3 separate regions of the Zea mays genome follow, and regions 2 and 3 are each linked to region 1. The links are chromatin contacts, called in public Hi-C and HiChIP or PLAC-seq maps. All regions are on one chromosome and are shown on one strand. The core of a region is the stretch at or near the end of the contact, and the rest is flanking DNA. Distances in the headings are between cores, read along the strand shown.

Region 1 (3,134 bases), core at 83-2,582:
TTTTCGGCAGCACAACAGTGCAACGGCAATGAATGCTGTGGTAACTCCACACCTGCTCGTCTGTTTATATAGTGCTGCAGGTGGGAAGGTGAATCGCCAAGTCGCCCACACCCGCTGAACAGTCGCCCGCACCCGCTGAATGGTGGACCACTCGGCGCCTGGGAAGTGAATTACCAGATCGTTCGTACCCGCTGCGTGGTGGGTCACCTTGCGCTCTAAATATTTTAATCGTTTCTCGGCAACGAACTCAGGGAAGGTGTTTTTCGGACCTTCGGAATTCCGAAGCTTTTGAGATTTTTTCACGGATCAAGCTCGTTACGAAAAACGATCTAGCACCGCGAAGGGGCTACTGTTGGGGGTCTGCTTCGTAGCCGAAGGTCCTCTAAGCAAGTTAACACATAAGCAGACACAACACGAAGGTACAGGCCGAAGTTACGATCCAGGAAGCTTCGGCATAGTGACATGCATTGAGACGAAGGGCTACACAGACCTAAAGAGGCAAAGACCGATCAGTCCATGATAGTTTGTGTCATGTTTATAGTTATTTGTCGAGGGCATGAATATAATTTCGACCGGGCTGCGTCCCGTGCCTATAAATAGATGAACAGTACCCCGTACTATTCACGCTATCCTGTAATCGCTCGTGCGCAACATTTAGATTTTTGCCTTCTGTCAAGCCGAAGGTATAAATGTAATTAAATATCATATTTAATATCAAAGTTCATATAATGATAACATATGAGTGATATTATGTGTTTGTTCATATTATCTTTCATATTCCATATATTTCACTTTTCATTAGCTTATAACCGTGATCATGAAGGTACGCCCTTCATGACCTTCGTTCGAAGATCGTTGGGCCTGTTTGGTTCAGCTTTTTTCTAACTAGCTTTTCTGAAAATCTGGTTGTAGAGAGAATCTGGCTGTATGGAGAATTTGAGTATCATTACGATTACGTGTGAAGGAAGATAAAGTTGTTCATAGGGCTCAGGATTTAGAAAGTGACTGATTCCTACTATTACAACGACTCAACCGATTATGTGTTTATGTTGATTTTGGATGGTTTTTGCCCCCAACGAATTTTATAGAAGCTGGCTGAAAAGTTGAGCGTTTAGCAATCCGCAGCAGCTTTTGGTGGCCAGAAGCTGCTAGAAGCCGAAACAAACATGTCTGTTATATCCTGAGGGAAATAATGCTTCGAAGTACCAAGAACATTGACATTTAAGACTTCGTGTTGCCTTGTTCTTGACTTATAGCATTTGAAAACAAGTCCCAACAATACGTAAACTATCAAAGCAGGTCACAGCCTCGCAGGTGAATCAGTTTGGGAGTGGATGATGCCCCAGCCTGCATCGAACATCTGTTGTTGACTGAAGAGTACAATCATCATATTCCCTAATGAAATGGAACTCTGAATCTCAAATAATAAAAAAACCCAGCACCAGCTGTGTATTAGCGGCCGGGCGGACAAGAAGCAGTTACCGCGACAACGGACGACGGCGACGCGAGCAGTCGAGTAAAGACGCGGTGGGGCGGCGCTGCGCTGGGCGGGTGGTGAGATCAGAGGAAGGAACGGGATCGCTCCCGGTTAGGTTGTCGTCGTGCGCGGGTGCTGGGGCGAGGGCGTGGCGGATCTCATCTAACGCCGCCACTTGCTGCTACCACTTCCCCTTCCCCCGCACCTCTGAGCTCTGACCTCCCGCCCTTCTCCCACCCATCACCATCTTTGTCCCTCGCGCAATTCGCCGAACACACCGCGCGCGCCGCGCCTCCCTGCGACGGCTGCCTCCACGGCCAATGCTGGCGGCGCGATGAACGTGGATGAGGAGGTGGAGAGCGGGGAGGAAGAGGAGGAGGACCTGTTCTACGAGTCGCTCGATCGCATCCTCTCCTCCTCGGGCTCCTCCACATCTGCCTCGGACGACGACGGCGCCGACAGCCCGCGCCGCCGCCGCGGTTGCGATGCGCCGGTCGCGGCCGCCGCAGCGGCCCTCGACCTGTGGACCTCTCAGCCGTCGCCCGTCCAGGAGCGGCGCCGCCGGCTGCTCCAGCTGATGGGGCTCATAGGGGATCCTTCCCTCGCCGGGTTTGAGACTGGCCGGTCCGCCTCCGAAGATGCCGCGGGCCCGCCCCCAGCCTCTCCCGTCTCTCGGTCCAGATCAGGCGGGGCCGCCCTCGGCTCCGCCGGGAAGCCACCACTCGGGGGCGTCCGTCTGCGGTCATCCTTGTCCGACGGGCCCGATCCTGCCGACGAGGACCCCAGGTGCTTGATCAGGAACCTTGACGACGGCAGAGAGTACGTGGTGAAGGAAGAATTCGGTCTCCGCGAGGTCGGCACGGGGCGCCACCTTACCGTTGAGGAGTTGGCCCGCTCACCTATTGTTCAGGAGCTTATGCGGCGCCAAGCTTTTAGTACTCCCAACTCCAACTGCAACTCAAATTCCCAAAGTGGCGCCTCCACACCGATCGAAAGGTCGAGCTCAGGTTCCAGCAATGGTGGGTCGCGCTCCAAGCGGCGAAGCAGCTGGCTCCGCAGCATCCGCTGCGCAGCTGGGTCCTTGGTCACCCACTCCCGTGACCGCAGCAGCAGCGACGAGAAGGACACGTCTTCAGAGAAAGGCGGGCACCACTCCAGCTCCGCTACGGATGACAGCCAGGACAGTGTTCCACGCCATGGCCCGGCCCGTGTCAAGGTGCGGCAGTATGGGAAGTCATATAAGGAACTCAGTGGCCTGTTTATGACACAGGAGATACATGCACACAATGGTTCCATCTGGAGCATCAAATTTAGTCCTGATGGTCGTTACCTTGCCAGTGCCGGGGAGGATTGCATAATTCATGTTTGGGAGGTGTTGGAGTTCAAGAGGGCAGGGAAGGAGAGGGAGGTGAAGGAGAATGGGGTATGCAATCCGCTTGTTGCTATGGTATACAGTGAGTCATCAGAGACGATGGTGGCATCTGGTGCTCCAAGCGGGAGCCATTGGGAGAAGAAGCTGCGATCAAAGGTACTGCAAGGTGGGGGATCAGTGAGCTCAGACAGGTTGATGGTGCCTGAGTATGTGTTTGCACTGTCCGAGAAGCCTGTGATAACCTTTGCAGGGCATTCAGAGGATGTGCTGGATCTCAGCTGGTCC
Region 2 (3,068 bases), core at 227-2,726, 150 kb after region 1:
GAATATAAACATAAAAATCAAGAGATAAAACAAATACTATTTTAGAACGGATGGAGTATTCGATAAGTAATTGAGACATTAGTTTAACAATCTAAACGAGACTGGTCGATAGCACATCGCTCTTTACGTATGTGTCTAGGATAGATAGATTTAACAAAAAAAAGTGCTAGCATCCCGTGGCTAGGGAGGAGGCCTCTGTTTTTGGGGGCCGGTGCGGCCACACCCTCTGTACCCCTCAGGTACGACCCTGTTAATGCAAATGGTCTTAGAAAATCTTTTATTATGTGATTAAAACATCTATTTTTTGGATAACCACTTAGCAAGAATTATGGAGAAAAAACGATCGATCTCTCTCATTCTCTAGTAACATTGCTTTGTAAAAAAGCGGTCAAACACCCTCCCGCCCACCACACGTTCCTAGAACTAAACTATTTTGCCATGGAGGAGGCGTAAATGAAAAATTAGAAGAAAAAATCTACAACTGTCAAGTTTTTCATACCGCCATTGTATAATTAAACTATTTCGAATTTCAAAGAGTATTTCAGATATACTTAATTATTTATTTTACTGATATATAAAATTTAGGTTCTAATTTATCTTATTTACTAAGATATAAAAAATTAGACTGTTTGTACCTTTTAACACAAAACGAATTAAAATTTAAATTTAATATATTAATGGAGTAAATAATAAATTTATAAAATATTATTTTTACAACTTCAATAATTTAATTACATGATTATTATAAAAGTGATTATAGTACAATTTTTATTAATACAAAATAAAAAATGTAAAAACACACATAAATTTATAATACTAACTATGTCCTAAAATATTTGTCACTCAGTTAATTTATTTTAAAATGCGATAAATAAAAAAAGCACGGCGACAGCAGTTGCCAGGCGATAATACAAACGGAGCAAGCTATCCGGCTAGGACTAGGCGTTTGGTACTTCGGTTCGGTTTCTCGGTTCTTCAAAAACTAGAACCGAAATAAAAAGATAAAGAAACCAGAACCGACTAGTTCGATTCTCGGTTCTTCGGTTTGGTTCCTCGGTTCTAACCGAACTGTACAATCACTCTAAAATTCTGAATAACGACAACTTTTATGAGAAATTTCAGCAACATCTTCCCACAAACAACCACAAGTGCACAATGACCATAATTTCATAGATAATACATGGATGATTAGAGGTTCAACATAAGTCGATAAAACAACATCCGAAGTTACAAACACATGTAACAAATTGAATCTAATACTTTTGGTTTTTCGGTTCTTTGGAGTGCAGAACCGAAAATATCTCATTTATTTTGGTTCTCAAAAGACCAGAACCGAATTTCATAACAGTTCCTTCGGTTCGATTAGTTCAGTTTCGGTTCTCGGTTATTTCGGTTCGGTTCCTCAGTTCCGGTTCTTTTTGCCCATGCCTATATCCGGCTATCCCTATCCGCCCACGCCCTCTCCCGTGCCTGCCGCAACCCCCATGCCCCATCCCCCTCCACCTGCCAAAATAAATCCATGCGCTCTCCAGCTCGGTGCTGCAATCCCATCAAAAGCTAGGGTTTCACGCCTCTCCCGACTTCACAGTTCACATTCCTCTCCTCCCCTTCCCACCTCCCCAACTCGGCCGCCGTAGACGCGGTGGCGCACGAACTGCCCTAGATTTGAGCGAGCCACCCTGCGAATCTTCACCTGACGCACAAAGTCTGTCAGAGACAGTGAAGAATTCGAACACGATCTTAAACATCGTTGATTAAGACCACACACAAACACATCTACCTGGCTTCCCCCCTATCAGTTGTTTTTGTGTGTTTTTTTTTGCTGTTTCGGACGATTCATAAGAACCGACCTGCAAGGCTTGCAGATCTACCTTGAGAACCAGGGCCCTTGTTTTGGACGTCCAGAACGAACCCTTGACCCTGCGGATCTGCTTGATCCGTTTTGGATCTGCTTGTTTTTTTGCTGGATCTGGAGAGAATGTTCAAGTCGATGGTTTATTACGTGAACACCTCAATCGGAGAGGTGGAGGTGTGGCCCAAGGGCGAGGCGAGCGCGGGCCTGACCATGGCGGCGTGGGCGCGAGAAATCCGCGTTGAACGCATTTCCCCGCCCAGCGAGCGGTGCCCTCCGCTGGCCGTCATGCACACCGTGGCCGTCGGCGCCCGATGCCTCGTCATGGAGTCCAGGCCGCCCGTTGTCGCCGACGTTGTGCCGCCTCTCGTCGTCATGCACACCGCTTGCCTCAGGGAGAACAAGGTATATACAGATTATTCCTGACATAAAAAGAGGTTCACATCCATCGTAAAAAAAGAGAGAATAATCAAAACACATGAAAGGACATACGAGATTTTACATGTCAGAAATTTTACATGATGGACGCTTTGATGGAAGGAATTTTTTAATTCTTATTACATGGACAAGCTTACCAGGACATAATTAGTTCTTACATAGGATTTGAATAATTCTGTAATTCTGTTAATCTTGCTTGAACGGTCACTGGACAAGGATTTTTGGCAGGATGTCAACGGTGGCTAAGAATGCACTGATATCTTTGAACTCATTCCTAACTCCACAATCAACCAAACTACAGAATTTTTAACTTCACTGAGGCTAGTTTGAAGGGCTTCAGAAACAGAGATTTAAGTTTCACAATTTGGATGTCTGAATGACATGTATTGGTGCTTTGGAACTGGGACACACATCTAATAGCTTGTGAAAATATGACATTTATGTGGTACTTGTGGACTTTGAATCACTGGATGTAGTGTTAGTTGAGATAACGTTGTACATCACACTAATATGATTTGAATTTTGATTCCTAATTTCTGATAATGAGCTGAACATTAAAACGTATAATATGGAATGCCTAGGTCTGTCACATGAAGTTGCTACCACTCAAGTGCTTCTCTATTAGGTTTGACTAAATATACAAACATGTGCAAATGTTTTTTTTCATGGCAATCCTGTAAGTCAAAGTCCCTTTGCTTTGGTATCGACATTTCCATATTCAATATTAAACTTTATCTGATTTTAGAATTCAGGATATGATGAAGTGATAGCCAATTCA
Region 3 (3,332 bases), core at 183-2,682, 170 kb before region 1:
ACTTGACCAAGGCAAACCTAATGTGGGTGGTGGATGCACATAAGTCTCTCTCTATGCACTAATAGCCTAACACTTCTCTAATTTCCTCACAATGCAAAGGGTCTTCCTTTCTCTCAATAGGTTGCTTTAGCTATTGAAAAGGGCACAACACCTCAAGAAGTTGATATGGGGGTATAAATATTCCTAAAGGCTCAAACTAGCTGACACAACACCTCAAGAAGTTGATATGGGGGTATAACTTTGATAGTAAACAAGCTTTCTTAGTACCTTGTCCGGTGACACATCCGGTGCACACAAGATATGTTAGGTGAGTAATCAAGACATCTGCACAATTTATATGCTTTCTAGGTGTCTAATCTAGTGTCACATCCACCGAACACGCTAGTGAGTGTAAAACTGAAACTAATTAGTTTATAAGCTCTCTGGATGCTCTGTGTGGTGCCACGTACATGGTGCAGATCGGACACCATGGTGCATATATAAAATCTCATAGGGAACTTTTCCTATATGGTGCAATGATGAAGCATCGACACGTCCGATGCCAACTTTTGTTGTCAACGGTTTTTTATTTGTTTTTTTTATTATAAACTTCTCATTGGCTCTCCTAGATTACCTAGCACTAGTTTTTTAATAAGTGTACACCACTACACCTAACTAGACTTATATAGGTGAAGTTACCCATTTCATATCATCATTTATAATACGACTAAAAGAAAATAACGGTCCTATCACTTTAAGTGTCTAATATCTCCATTAGCACTTAGAACTAGATGGTCCTTAACCTATTCAACTACTCATTTTAAAATCGATATTTTACCTTCATCAACAAGGGCATGAAAACCTTCTAAGCCTAATCATTCTGCATCATTATGACTTCACTTATCGTAAAAATCTATCACATTACAACACATCTGGCCGCACCTCGCCACCCGCTTGTTAGAGAAGTGAGCGCTCACGTGTGACACACCTATCTAACTATCTTATTTTCCGACTTCAGAGACAGTATATATGTGTAATGTCCATTTTATAAGTTAGTTACGATCTCTCTTAGCTTTTATTATGATATTAACCACCTTTCATTTCCCTAGTATTATATAGACCATTAATATTAAATGATTTAATAAATAAATTAATTTAGACTAAGCTCATTAAATCAACATCAAATAGATGCATCAGCGTAGCTAGACATCAAGATGGCCACTTTAAATTAGTCAAATTGGAATACCAGAGCAAACGAGGCCCGTCAGACCGCCCAAACTGGACACGAACGAACAGCCGATCGATCCAGTACGTGAATGTAAAAAAGCTGGTATCAACAATCGGCTAGAATTTCCGAGGATATTTTGGGCTTGGGCCGAAACTACCCTGGTAGCTCCGTCCGCCACTGTTCATACGTGGCGCGCGACATCTGGCTTGCGCGCGCCACTGTCCGCGGTTCGGAGGTGTCCGGCGCAGGCCGGCCGGAAGGGCCAGATCTGGGACGTACGCGAGGCCGCCCCGCTCCACCGGCCGGCGGCATTGGCGCGCGAGCATGCGTGCCACGCCGCGGCCGCACGTACGTACAGCTGCCTCGTTTCCTCCGGTCATTCTTTAACGTCGTTCTTCCTGTACGCTCGATCGCCGATCGGCAACGCCGCTGTTTGTCAAAAGGAGAGGGAGATATATAGGCCAGCTAGCACAGCAGAGGAGGAGCGGCCGGATGGACAGTAGAATGGGTGGCGGTGGCGCAGGCATGTGACACCTGCTGCAACGGAAAGATGCATCGATCCAATCCATCTGTCCCGTCGTCCTTTTTGCCCGACGACGCCCATCCGATGTTTCCTACTGTTTTCCAGCGCCGTAGTGCGTGTGCTTGTGTGATCCACCTTCCACCACCACCGTACCTCCTCCGCTCTCTCTCGCTGCCATATGCATGTGCATGTCGCCACCCCCCAGATCTACTCGCATTCTTGCTGCTAGCTGGGGTCAACGTGTATATATATACACGGGCCAGCAGGGCTAGTGAATCACAGAATTATTATTAGCGACCCGTGCCGTGATTATAGGTGTACATACGGGCCGCTCGGCCCGGCCCGGCCCAAGACCGAAAAAACCCGTATTATTTGAATTTCGGGTCGGCCCGGCCTGTTTGAATTTCGGGCCGTACCGAGCCGGCCCATGGGTCTAGCCCTCGGTCCACGGCCTGTCGCGTAATTGCTTAAACGTGACGGGCTCATTTCGGGCGGACCAAAATTATAAAAGCCCGAAATTCACATTACGGCCCGAAATTCAATTTTTGGCCCGAAATTCAGTTTTGGCCCGAAATTCACATTAGAGCCCTAAATTCAAAAAACAAATAAAAGATAAGACAAATAAATTTGAACAAAATCAAACTTAATATTTGTATTAAAGTTACCACAGCTATGCAATGACTACCTCGTTTATAAATCATTTTGTTAGAAGGAAAAAGTGTATAATCAGCTCTATACAAAGTTCGTAAGTTCAGTTTATTGTCTAATGTTCATAACAAAAGCAAAATTACATCACACACTCTAATTCAAAGCTACAAAAAACATCTAACTAGCATTATCTCTAGTTTTGTGTTCTTTATCAAGTATATGATTGTGTGGAATGAAGTGTGGTTTTAATAAATATATGGGCCTTTTCGTGCCTCTATATGGGTCATTTCGTGCCTGCCTTAAACGGGCCGTGCTCGTGCCCGCCCATGGGCCGTGACCTCGGCCCAAACCCGGCCCGATATAACGTTTGATGCCGCGCGCGGCTGCAGTAAAACTCTTCAAGTCTAATACCGTCAATTACCTCAAAGCAGACGATTTTGTATCAACGGCCCCTTAGCTTAATCTAGAACCATAGGTACTCTATTAAGCCATGTTATTGGCTATATGTTTTCTGAACACGCTCGATGAAAGTCCTTTACAGGGAGTGTACTAGGTGAACGCCCGTGCGTTCCTATGGAGTGAATATATTATGGTAAGATACACTAAAATTAAAAAAATTGTTATTTTATGTTTGTTAGTATCTTTTTAAAAGTTAAGAATTTTTACATACATTAAAAGCATTTCACATCAAACAAATCCATTACGTGTAGTAGTAAAATGCAATGCTTATCGACCACTCAAGTAATCTCCTTAGCAATGATCAGCAACCAACTTGGCTAAGGTAAAAAATAACAAGTAGAAAGTTATAATACAAGATATCATGCATTGCATCTGGATACAAGCACATGTAAGTCCACCAAATAGGTTTGTTACAAGGAAACAAAACTTGATGCAACTCGCAGATGAATCAACAATAGTGCACGTCAAATCAAAATTAAAAAAGATTAAGACTTT

Evidence for each region. Hi-C and Micro-C count contacts between places; a contact is called where the count stands out from the background. HiChIP or PLAC-seq counts read pairs in DNA pulled down with a chosen protein or histone mark.
Region 2: a contact with region 1 is called in a Hi-C map of ear, with 3 times the contacts expected there. The contact joins the promoter of LOC100383723 here to the promoter of LOC103653831 in region 1. A contact is called at or near these places in 11 of 25 Hi-C or Micro-C datasets (bundle sheath, ear, endosperm and 5 more).
Region 3: a contact with region 1 is called in an H3K4me3 HiChIP or PLAC-seq map of leaf, with 8 times the contacts expected there. The contact joins the enhancer-like site here to the promoter of LOC103653831 in region 1. A contact is called at or near these places in 10 of 25 Hi-C or Micro-C datasets (bundle sheath, ear, leaf and 3 more) and 1 of 3 datasets of contacts at active chromatin or transcription factors (leaf).

Annotation. Positions count from the first base shown.
Region 1 is chr4:151,738,388-151,741,521 of Zm-B73-REFERENCE-NAM-5.0, forward strand. It overlaps LOC103653831 (WD repeat-containing protein 44), which reads left to right and starts at 1,333. Exons shown (of 7, transcript XM_008680640.4): 1 at 1,333-3,134. The coding sequence starts at 1,812.
Region 2 is chr4:151,891,960-151,895,027 of Zm-B73-REFERENCE-NAM-5.0, forward strand. LOC100383723 reads left to right here and starts at 1,477. Exons shown (of 16, transcript NM_001321632.1): 1 at 1,477-2,257. The coding sequence starts at 1,979.
Region 3 is chr4:151,564,444-151,567,775 of Zm-B73-REFERENCE-NAM-5.0, forward strand. No RefSeq gene overlaps it. Among protein-coding and RNA genes, the nearest start is that of LOC109939235, 72 kb to the left of the region's middle. Within about 2 kb of position 1,433, at least 19 of the 20 cell types and tissues checked have an H3K27ac peak or open chromatin away from gene starts, as enhancers often do. A contact at or near this core is called in bundle sheath, ear, leaf and 3 more, where this site is marked.